2 separate regions of the Sus scrofa genome follow, and region 1 is linked to region 2. The links are chromatin contacts, called in public Hi-C maps. All regions are on one chromosome and are shown on one strand. Each heading gives the region's core, a stretch centred on a gene start, on an enhancer-like site or on the middle of the called end of the contact. The rest is flanking DNA. Distances are from core to core; before and after follow the strand shown. Region 1 holds the start of ZNF598 (E3 ubiquitin-protein ligase ZNF598). Region 2 holds the start of KCTD5 (BTB/POZ domain-containing protein KCTD5).

What was found. A called contact is a pair of places that touch in the nucleus more often than the background predicts.
Region 1: a contact with region 2 is called in a Hi-C map of liver, with 8 times the contacts expected there. The contact joins the promoter of ZNF598 here to the promoter of KCTD5 in region 2. A contact is called at or near these places in 1 of 5 promoter capture datasets (liver) and 2 of 47 Hi-C or Micro-C datasets (both in liver).

What each region holds. Positions count from the first base shown.
Region 1 is chr3:39,959,486-39,964,969 of Sscrofa11.1, forward strand. It overlaps ZNF598 (E3 ubiquitin-protein ligase ZNF598), which reads left to right and starts at 3,411. Exons shown (of 12, transcript XM_013987818.2): 1 at 3,411-3,683. The coding sequence starts at 3,459.
Region 2 is chr3:39,427,514-39,432,729 of Sscrofa11.1, forward strand. KCTD5 (BTB/POZ domain-containing protein KCTD5) reads right to left here and starts at 2,095. Exons shown (of 6, transcript XM_013987853.2): 1 at 1,795-2,095. The coding sequence starts at 2,046. PDPK1 (3-phosphoinositide-dependent protein kinase 1) reads right to left here. Exons shown (of 14, transcript XM_021086751.1): 14 at 2,415-5,216.

The DNA of each region.
Region 1 (5,484 bases), core at 2,161-4,660, 530 kb after region 2:
CGAAGATGTGACCCAGATCTGGCATTGCTATAGCTGTGGTGGAGGCCTGCAGCTGTAGCTCCAATTAGACCCCTAGCCTGGGAACCTCCATATGCCACAGATGCGGCCCTAAAATCCAGGCTGGGTGTTGACACTGGGCCTGGTACACAGTAGGTGCTCAATAAATGGCACGGCTGTCCCAGCATCTGCCTTGTCATTGAAGGGTCAGTGAAAACCCTTGGATGGAGGGGTGATGGCTCAGGGACCAGGCGGGATGGGGGTGCAGAGGAAGCCGCCTGCACACATGGAGGTGCCTGGAGGACCAAGGGGACCCACAGGCCGTGTGGAAAGCTGCCAGCCCCCATCCCTTGCTGTGCTCTCCTGGGGCCCCTCGGCCTGGAGAGCTGCCTGGAGTGTGTGGTGGGCGGGCAGCCCAGCACGACGCCGGCTGCCAGGGTCCCCTAGTGCTGCCACCCCCTCCCTGTTAAGGGGCCCAGGGGACTGCAGCCCAGGCAGGGAGCTTCTGCACAGAGAATGTCATTGAGGTGAAAGCTGATCCATCACGGTCTGTGTGGTAACGCAGATTTCTGAGGCAGTTAGACAATAAGAGAACTACAATTAGCAGAATGGATAAATCTGAAAATGCAACATTGACCCAAGGGAAAAAAAAAAAGCTAGCTCTGCACAGGAGTGTCTGTTGTGGCACAGCTGAAAGGAATCTGACCAGGAAGCATGAGGTTGCGGGTTTTATCCCTGGCCTCGCTCAGTGGGTTAAGGATCCAGTGTTGCCGTGAGCTGTGGTGTAGGTCGCAAACATGGTTCAGATCCGGCATTGCTGTGGCTGTGGTGTAGGCCGGCAGCTGTAGCTCCAATGTGACCCCTAGCCTGATAACCTCCATATGTTGTGGATGCAGCCCTAAAAAGAAAGAAAAAAAAAAAAAAAAAAAAAGCTCTGCACAATGATACGTTCAATATCGGAAGTTTAAATACCAGTCAGCCCTCCGGGTTGTTGATGGCTGTGAGCCAGAGGCCATGAAAATGTCAGGCGCAGGTGAGGCATGAAGGCTGCACTGGGACAGAGGAGGGCAGCTGCCTGTCAAGTGGAGGGCTGCAGAAGCATGCGGGCGGCGTGCCCAGGGCTGGGTCGGAGGGCAAGCTTGGGAGAGCCTTGGGGTCCTTGGGGGCACCAGTTAGGGACATACAGGAGGAGGTGCTCTGTGCCCTGCTCAGCCCTGAGCCCAGGGCCCAGGGACAAAGGTCTCTGCCAGGCCTCCCCAACCAGGAATCTGGACCCTAAGGGTCCCCAAGAGTCACCTTTCTGGGGCTCGCCCTTCTTTTCATCCATGCACAGCCCCTCGGAGAAGCTGACTGATCCTAATCAAGGCTTCTGACTCTTTGCACATGTCCCCCCACACTGGACCAAGCCCTTGGTGGGGGGGGGTGGAACCCCGTCTGCTTCGTATGCATGGCCTCCATTCTAGGCACAGACCCTGGTTCCCGACAGGAACCCCATCCTAAGGACACTGTGAATGAGAAAATCTCTCCGTTTTGTCATTCTCAATATAACATAATCCAAGATCATAACAAGATCATAAATCCAATGCTGGCATAAGAGAAAAATTAAAGCCGACCCAGGTCTACCTTTCATACCCCTTCCTGCCCTTCATGGGCAGCTGCTTCTAACTCTTTCAGCTATTTCTCCTTATGTTTGCCTCCATATTTTGTTTTTGTTTGTTCTTTTTTGGCTGCCCTGAGGCATATGGAACTCCCCGGCTGGGGATCAGATCCGAGCCAGCTGCGAATGCAGCCTATGTGGCAGCTGTGGCAACACCAGATCCCTGACCCACTGTGCCGGACAGGGGATTGAACCTGCATCCCAGCACTGATGAGAGGCCACAGTGGGAACTCCTCCACATTTTTCAACTCACTCCACAATTTTAAGTCTTTCTCTAGCTGCTTCTCCCCTCCCCTCCTCTTTGAGCTCAGGGAAAAAGAGTCTTTGCTTCCCTTACTGTCCTTTTGCAGGGTTTTCTGAGGGTGAGATGGCACCTGCATACGGCCAATCCACCAGGCTAACTGGTTCAATGATCCCTGTTCTGCAAATGAGGAAGCTAAAGGGTCAATGAGCTGATCGATGTTGCCAGCAAATAAGTAGTAGACCTTGGGTTTGCAGCTCACGTCTGATTCTAAAGTCCAAGCTCACATCACTGTCACAACACACTGTCTCTTTTCTAGAAGCGTTCAGATCTGGACTGGCCTCTCTGAGCAGAAGGGACGTCTGAGCGTGCCTGGACCCCGAGGGTATCGAGGAGGCACCCCAAAAGCTGCATAGACCTGAAGCTCTGGAACTGACTACCATCCCCTCAGCAAACGTGCCCTGTACGTTGCTCCACATCAAGCCTCCCACCCTACTCAGCTGGGTGGGCCCAGCCATGAAGAGGACAAGTTCTCCACCTGCCTTTTGTAGCGGGACGGCATATGGAAGTTCCCAGGCTAGGGGTCTAATCAGCTGGGATGTTGCCAGAGCCACAGCAACGCCAGATCCTAGCCGCGTCTACGATCTACACCACAGCTCATGGCGATGTCAGATCCTTAACCCACTGAGCGAGGCCAGGGATCGAACCCGCAACCTCATGGGTCCTAGCTGGATTCGTTTCCACCGCGCCACGATGGGAACTCCTGAATTGCCTTTTCTGACGGGGACTGTCTTTGTGTCTGGGCGCATGCGTGTCCCAAATACGAGAGAAAGATCTGGGTTGGAGAGACATTTGGGTTCTTAATAAGGTTGCAATATTTAGCAAGTAAAAATACAACACTCCCAATGAAATTTGTTTCAGCTGAACAACGAACAACATTTTTTTTTTTTTTGTCTTTTTGTCTTTTGTTGTTGTTGTTGCTATTTCTTGGGCCGCTCCCGCGGCATATGGAGGTTCCCAGGCTAGGGGTTGAATCGGAGCTGCAGCCACCGGCCTACGCCAGAGCCACAGCAACTCAGGATCCGAGCCGCGTCTGCAACCTACACCACAGCTCACGGCAACGCCGGATCGTTAACCCACTGAGCAAAGGCAGGGACCGAACCCGCAACCTCATGGTTCCTAGTCGGATTCATTAACCACTGCGCCACGACGGGAACTCCCGAACAACATTTTAATATAAGTATGACCCATTGATATTTGGGACACACTTACACTAAAACATTCACTGCTCCGGGAGGGGAGGGTCCGAGCAAAGGGGAGCCCGATGCTTGTGGCCGGACGCCAGGGCTGCGGGCGACCTCCGAGCTGTCAGCTCCGGCTAGAGCGCCGGTGCGGGTAGCGCCGCTCTAGCCTGCACCTCGCTGATGCGGAAGTCGCGAGCGCACTTCCGCCGGGCGGGGCCGTTGCTGGGCGGGGCGGTGACGTCGCCCCGGAAGGGGTGGGCCCGCCGGGAGTCTGGCCGTGCCGCGCCGCGCCGGCCGGGAGGGGGCCGGATCCCGGACCATGGCGGCGGCGGCGGCGGGCCCCGAGGGGCGGCGCGCGGCGCTGGAGGCGGCGGCGGCGGCGGGCCCCGAGCGGGGTGGCGGGAGCTGCGTGCTGTGCTGCGGCGACCTGGAGGCCACTGCGCTGGGCCGCTGCGACCACCCGGTGTGCTACCGCTGCTCCACCAAGATGCGGGTGCTGTGCGAGCAACGCTACTGCGCCGTGTGCCGCGAGGAGCTGCGCCAGGTGGGCCGCGCCGGCAGGGCCGCGCGTCGGGGCACCGAGGCGGGCGCGGGGGCGCGACCGGGCGGGGCGGCGTGGCACCCGGCGGCCGGAAGGGGACTTTGCCTTTCTGATGTCCGGCTGCGGCCCTGGTGGCGCCGGCTTCCAAAAGAGAGGCCTGGCAGGGCCACCTGGGGCGGGGTACCGATCCTGGGGCCGACTGTGGGGGGTCTGGGGCTGGGGGGCAGGAGGTGGCCGAACTGGTTTGAAGAGGCAGATGTCCCTGGAGAGACAGAGCCTGGGGACTTCTCTTCCTGCGCTTCGGTAATTCCTGCCGGGCCACAGGAAGGGATGATCCAAGCAGACACGCCTCGACCTGCTCATCTTTGGGAGGTTATTCCTCAGGGGTCTCCGTTCCCATGGAGGCTACGGGGAAAGTGAGCACCTTCGGAGACAGTCTGTCTTGGAAGCAGAGGCTCCAACTGAGCATTTCCAGCCTAGCTGTGTCTCTGGGCCTCCTTGGGTGATGCTCAGGAGACTCCTCTGAGACTGGCGTTTTTCTTCTATTAAGTGACAGTTGCACTTAGACCGGCCCACCAGAAAGGAAAGCAGAACCACCGAGGTCTCCTCAGGGTACCTGGGGGGTGGGAGTAAAAGTGTGAGCAAGTGTTTCTCCTCTTTGCCAGTTCCAGCTGGTGGGGCTCTGCTCCAGAGTAGAGGGGAGGGAGTTTCTGACTGTCAAGACTTGGAAGCCCTGGGGAAGTGGGGGGCACCACGGAGCTCTGCTCCACAATGCCAGCTGCTAGCTGCTGGCTGCGAGTACCTAGCTGGAGCTCCTTGCTTCGCTGTGCTTTGAGATCTGTTTGCTTCCAGAGTTGTGAAATTCCCCTGGTTTCTTCATGGAAAGCTTGGGCTGGTGACATGTGCCAGGGAGTCTGACTTTCCTTTTCCTAGAAGTGATGCAGAAACGTGGTTTTTTCACTTTTGTTAACGAGACATTTATGGTCATGGAGCCAAGGAGATGCTGAAGGCCCACTGGGGGCCTATTCTTTGTGTTAGCCAAAAAAAGAAAGACCCTTGGAGATGCCGTCAGTCTACAGTCGGGTGGACAGAGACGGCCCCGGATCTGGGAGAGCTCTTGGTGCTGGAGCAGTCAGGGAAACCTTCGATCTGTGACTTAGTCAGAAGGCACGTCCCAGCTTCGCCAGAGCCTGCCTTGCTGGCCAGTCTTGGTGATGTGATGTAATCCTTGACCGGCCAGGTTTCCCAGCACCTGGAGGTTCCTTCCAGGCAGGCAGGCAGGCAGGCAGGCAGGCAGAGCAGAGTGCCAGGCCCTGGGCACTGCAGGTCTCACTCAGGAAGTGAGCACACATCTATACATGGCTACCATGGCTAGCATCTGGCCTCTCTCATTCCATGTGGGTCCCACGCCCTTCCAGTGCTCTCTGTGGCAAGGGGGCGTGGGCATGAGCTGGTGTTTGGCACCAGCTGTGGGGTGGTTTGGCATCAGGTGCCCTGGCTGAGCCTGGCCTTCCTCTTGGGCCTGCCCCGAACTGCTCGGCAGCCAGAGGGTGACCTGGGAAGTTTGGGGAGATGATGCTCTTCTCCATTCATCTTGCTTCCCTCCCACTCTTGAACTTGGAACTCCCCCATCCCCATCCCCCATCCCCCTTGTCCCTTGCAAAGTCCTACGCTGTCCTCTGAATACTTCCCGTGTCCTGTGTCCACTTGGGAATCCCACAGCAACCCCTGACCCCTGACTCGTCTTTGCCTCTGTTACGGGACTGAGTCTTTGTAAAAAAATGGGAGGAGAGCGAACCAAGAT
Region 2 (5,216 bases), core at 845-3,344:
ACCTAAGAAGGGGTCCCTTACACATTCGCTCATGGGTTGATGACCATGACTAATGGGAATTAGCCTTACGCCTTCCGGAAAATGCGCATCTGTGGCTAAAGCTAAAAACTTATCTTCCAGCAACTATTCTGAGACAGATGCTGTATCTGCTGCACTACCTTCACATTGTGAAGTGTGATTTCATAATGTGTAAATCAAATGTAGTTAAGTGGATGATGATGAAAGGGAGCAACTATAATATCGATATATTCTGAGATTAACTAATTACTTGCCCCAAAGGACTCCTATACAGTACATGATAATTGTTTTTAAATAGTCTCGAGACAGTAAAATAAAGAGATGAATTGCCTGAACTGTGCAAACTCTGAATCCGTCTAGTGCATTGACAGCCAGTGCCTCAAAACAACCCCGTGAACAAGAGCAATGTAAAATCGGACTCCATATGCACAACTGGAAAACGCTCAAGTAGAAATGCAAGGGAATGACCACTAAGACCCACTGTTTAAAAAGAAAAACAGAACAGTAAAACATACAGCCACGCTATAAAAGGAAAATCACAGCTAACAAAAGCCTGTTTCTATCCTGGAGATGCCTGTCATTTTCTGGGAGGCCAGTTCTCCGAGAGCGGAGCTTGGTCAAACGATCAGTGGACACAGCTGAGGCTTGGGGGAGGTGCGGGTGGGCGGCAGGAGCGCTGGCATCTCAACCCTAGTTCTACCCAGGACTGGTGGTTCTGTGGTCACTCGAGGTCTCATTTCCCGATCCTAAGGTCAGGCCACTCTGAGGATGATCTCGGTCGGGCTTCTGGATCTGGACAAGGGATCACACTCTTTCTGGGAAGCCTATGCCTGGCAAATGCTGGGCTGGCAAGGCACAAGGCCAAGGGCAATTACGTAGGCCCAAGCCAAAGGCAGGAAAGTTAGGATAAGGCCTGTGAACCGCCTAGGATACGTACAGGGAATAACTCTTCTTCCAGCACAGCCTTTTTTTGAGTTTCGATGCCATACAGCTGCCGAGACAATTCTTTAAGTAATAATCGAAACAGCTTCTATTATCACCTGCACAACAGTCTGATGAAACACAAGCAGCAAACCAACCTAGAAACTCCTATCCTTTTGAGAGAGCAGCAGGAAAACTAGGTTAATGAGAAAGTAGATTGAAAAAGATTTCCTATCTGGCCCTTCCTTGACACCCCTGAGCCACGCCTCAATATGAGCCACATTCCCTTCGAAAATCACTCTATGGACGGCACTTTTTGAGACTGTTGTGTGGGTGCGTGTTGTGGCTGAAAACGATGGAGCGCCAACTCCCTAAATGCAAGTCACTGAGAAAGGCAGGCCACTAGTATCAAACCCCACGCTAACGTTAAGTAAAACGTCTGGAATGTGAGAAAATGAGGGGAACATGGGGATTCGGGATTCCAGAGCCAGTCAGTACACCGGGACGGAGAAGAGAAGGTGCTCCCGGCGGGGGCAAAAGAACCTAGGAGAGAAAAGAAAGTAGATCCCAGCAGAGTCCGGGGTCTGGGAAACCTCCTCCGCGGAAGAGCAGAGGAGGGCGAGACAGACACCCCGAGGGGGAGTGGCTGGGGCTCTCGGAGGGCGGTGGGAGCCAGGGCGCCATCCTGTTCATCCTCGGCCCAGGACAGGGAGTCGGGGGCTCCGGTCGGGCTGGTGAGCAGGGGGCAGCGAGACCCGGAGCCGGGGCGGTTCTCTCAGAGTGGGTCAGGGGGTGTGTGTGGGGCCGCCGACGGGGGCGGCCCGAATCCTCCTGGCTGGCCCGCGCGGCCCTCACCTTGTCCGAGTCCAGGTCGGGGTCGGCCTGGCACAAACGGTACAGGAAGGATTTCGGATCCCGGCACAGCGTCTGCCGAGTGGTGAGGAAGTAGGTGCCGCCGACGTTGAGCCGGACCCATTTGGACACGTTGCCGGGGCGCTGGGCCAAGGTGCCGAGCCCCGCGCTGCAGCGGCGGCACAGGCTGCCCCCCAGCCCCGCCCCGAGGCCGCCCGGGGCCGGCGGCAGCAGCTCGCAGTGACTCTCCGCCATGATCCCAGCAAGCCCGGCCACAGCTCCCCTCTGCCGGAAGCGTCCGGCCTTTAATACAGTCCTCCGGGCTCTGTCCCGCCCACGGGTCCGCCCTCGTAAGGCGCCCACCCCGGCGTCACGCGGGAGGCGGAAGTTCCGGTCCGGAAAAGCGGCCGGCCGTGCCCCCTTCCGGCCAAGTCCGGCGCGGCGTGGTCCGGCATCGCCCTTGTGGGCAGGCGGCGGTGGAGCCCGGCGTCGCGCTTGAGAGGGGCTGGCCGGTCTTCGCCGGGCGCGCGCTGTGCCCGAACACCCTGTTCCTGGCCCCGAATTCAGGTCGCCCTGCGACGCCCGACCCGCGCCCCGGCCAAAGAAAGCTACATCAGTGAGCGTCTACATTCTACATGCTTTTTTATTACAAGGCTACCGAGCATACGTGGAAAATTCATCATCCGGTAACTACACCTAAAGCACAAATATTTGAAAAAAAAGAATAAACAGATTCATTAAATTATGATATGATTAAATCATCGACCAAATAGAAAATTTATATAATAAAGCCAGAAAAAAAGTTGTAAAATATAGTTTACAATAATTATTCACATTCAAGGCTGTACATCAATACATACAACAACGTGGCCCGAACATGAATTCAACCCAAATAATTCATATATTAGATTTTAAATAACACAGACTGAACTAGAGGCCAACAATAGCCAGCAAATAACCTTATATAAGAATAAAAATACAAAAGTGTATATCCTAATATCATTGCATTATTTGTTTCCGTAAGTTTTTTTTTTTTTTAATATTTGCTTTGCCTGTACATCACAGTTACAGCTACAGACCAGGTAGAGAATATTACACATGTTCTGACTGCCACCAACCTGAAAGACAGCTAGCATACTACTGATTCATCCTATTTTGTGTTGTTAATAGCTACAGCAGCTCTAAATATTGCGAAACTTTGATTTTGTCAGTGTCCAATCAAACGTAGGATCATGGCAGAGGCTTTTCACCAGCAAAATGGCCCCTACTTATAGTCAGGCAGCCAGAAGGGTTAGACGAGGGTGGACCCCACAGCTAAAAAAGGTGCGCCTTTTGTAAAAAGTTCTCTGTACATAAAGTTTGGTCGTTCTTCATACTGAAGAAATGAGTTCTGGGTAAATTCTGGTACACATGAGGCCTGTTTAGTTGCCCACCATGGCTGTCTGAACTACAGGTAAAACTGCCCTTTGCCGGAAGAGCTTCCTCCCCAGACCAGTTCTCCACAGGCAGCCTAATTTACAACCCTGCACTCTTGGGCCAGCAGCCTGCACCCTCAGAGGCTCTGGGAGTGACACCTGCCCTGATTTAAGGCACTTGCCATGGAGTCTGCCTAAGGGGCAAGGGCCACACCCACCTGAGTCACCATCAGTTCATGTTAAGTTTGGATATGAAAAGAAACAGTATGGCAAACCGCATATATACAGCACTATCTCCAAGAATAGTACCTGCACACACTCTCCATGCTCTCCCAGTGGCTGCTGCCTCTGCCTCAGTCTGTGGACTGTCCCCGGGAGAAGGGAATTTGGGGTGTCAGAGGAAGGTAGGAGACCTAATTCCACACAATCCAGCCGGCGTCTCTGGCATAGTCAAGTGGCACTAAGCGTGGCACCTCGAAAAATCTCATGCATGTTTCCCCTCAGAATTGACAGACCCCAAACTAAACAGGAGAAAGGAAGAAAACCCAATTTGGGGGGTCTGGACTTTAAAGACAACTAGACGACCTGCAACACTGGGGCCGGGGCCGGGGGCGGGGGGACAGGGGAGGAAAACCCTTAAGTCCTTCTCAGCCGGGTCCATCATGTTCTACCATGAAGAGGCCTGGCCAGGGTGCTCTGCTGAGCCGCTGGGCCTTGGACGCTCCGAGTCCTACGATGGGAAGAACAAGGGGGCAAACACTCTTCTGTAAAATCCAATTGTCTACATGGTTTCTTCTTCAAGTAGAGCCTTTGCTCTTTGATTCCAAATGGCCTGATGTACTGAGTCTATAAGCTTAATTACAAATCATCCACTAAGTATGTGGCAAGGTCAGTTCAACACTTTTTATCTCTGCTGACTGTGCAGATGCAAATTCAGTACCATTGTGGACACAAAGTACAAGATTCTGTAAATATCACCAAGCACTTGAAAGCTGTAGAAGCAGGGATGGGAAGTTAACATGCAAGCAAAACCAGGTTCTTTCAATGAAAATAAGGAATTGGCTTTTGGAAAAACATGTCACTAATGGCCAGCGGTAATGACATTACTTTAGCATTAAAAAAAAAAAAAAAAGCAGTCTTATTCAAACATTTTTGGGAACACACGGCTTGCCAGAAATTGATTTGTTCAGTATCTACAGGACACAACTAAGGAAGTTCTGTACGGGAACTCTGAGCATCTAGGCAACAGATCCTGACAGAGGAGGAGACTATACTGACTGTAAAATGAACAAACTCTTTAACCCAAAAATACCACTTCTAGGAATCTGAGGCGGGGGGGGGGAGATCAGAGTCAACAATCGAAAGATTTATAAGGATATTCATCACAGCATTATTTAAATAGTGAAAAACCAGAAATAATCTAAATGTGTTCTAGCAGTGAAATGGTCAGATAAATTATGATAAAAAATATTAACCATTAAACTCTAAAATCATTAGAAACAAGGTTTTTGAATCATTTTGTTCATGACATGACAGGAAGATAAATACCAAGTGAAAAAAAGCTGGATGCCAAACGGTGTATGTTTCATGTTCCCACTTCAGGTGCAGAAGCAAACACGTGTGCTGCGGGGAGGCGGGCGGCAGGCTACACTCGGTATGCTCACAGTGGTCTCTCCTGGGTGCTGAGCCTACAGTTGATTTTTTTTAGGAGACACATGTTTTCAGAAAGTACAAAGTCACCCAGAGCCCCCTGCGCTGGCACCCTGTCCTAAGGAGTCTGTGCCACAGGCTGTTCCCTGCAATTCCTGCAGGCCTGCACCACACATAGAAGAGAGGAGCCCCCAAGAGGGCTGGAGTAGGCGCAGTGCCCGTCCGCTTTGGCATGACCCCCAGAGCCATCTTTCTCAGAGCAAGCATGTGACCAGCCTCCCGAGTCAAGTTCAGAACGGCAGGCAGGCAGCGGTGCCACTCATGGGTGGGGCTTCATGGTCCCACAGGGCTGCCCACTGC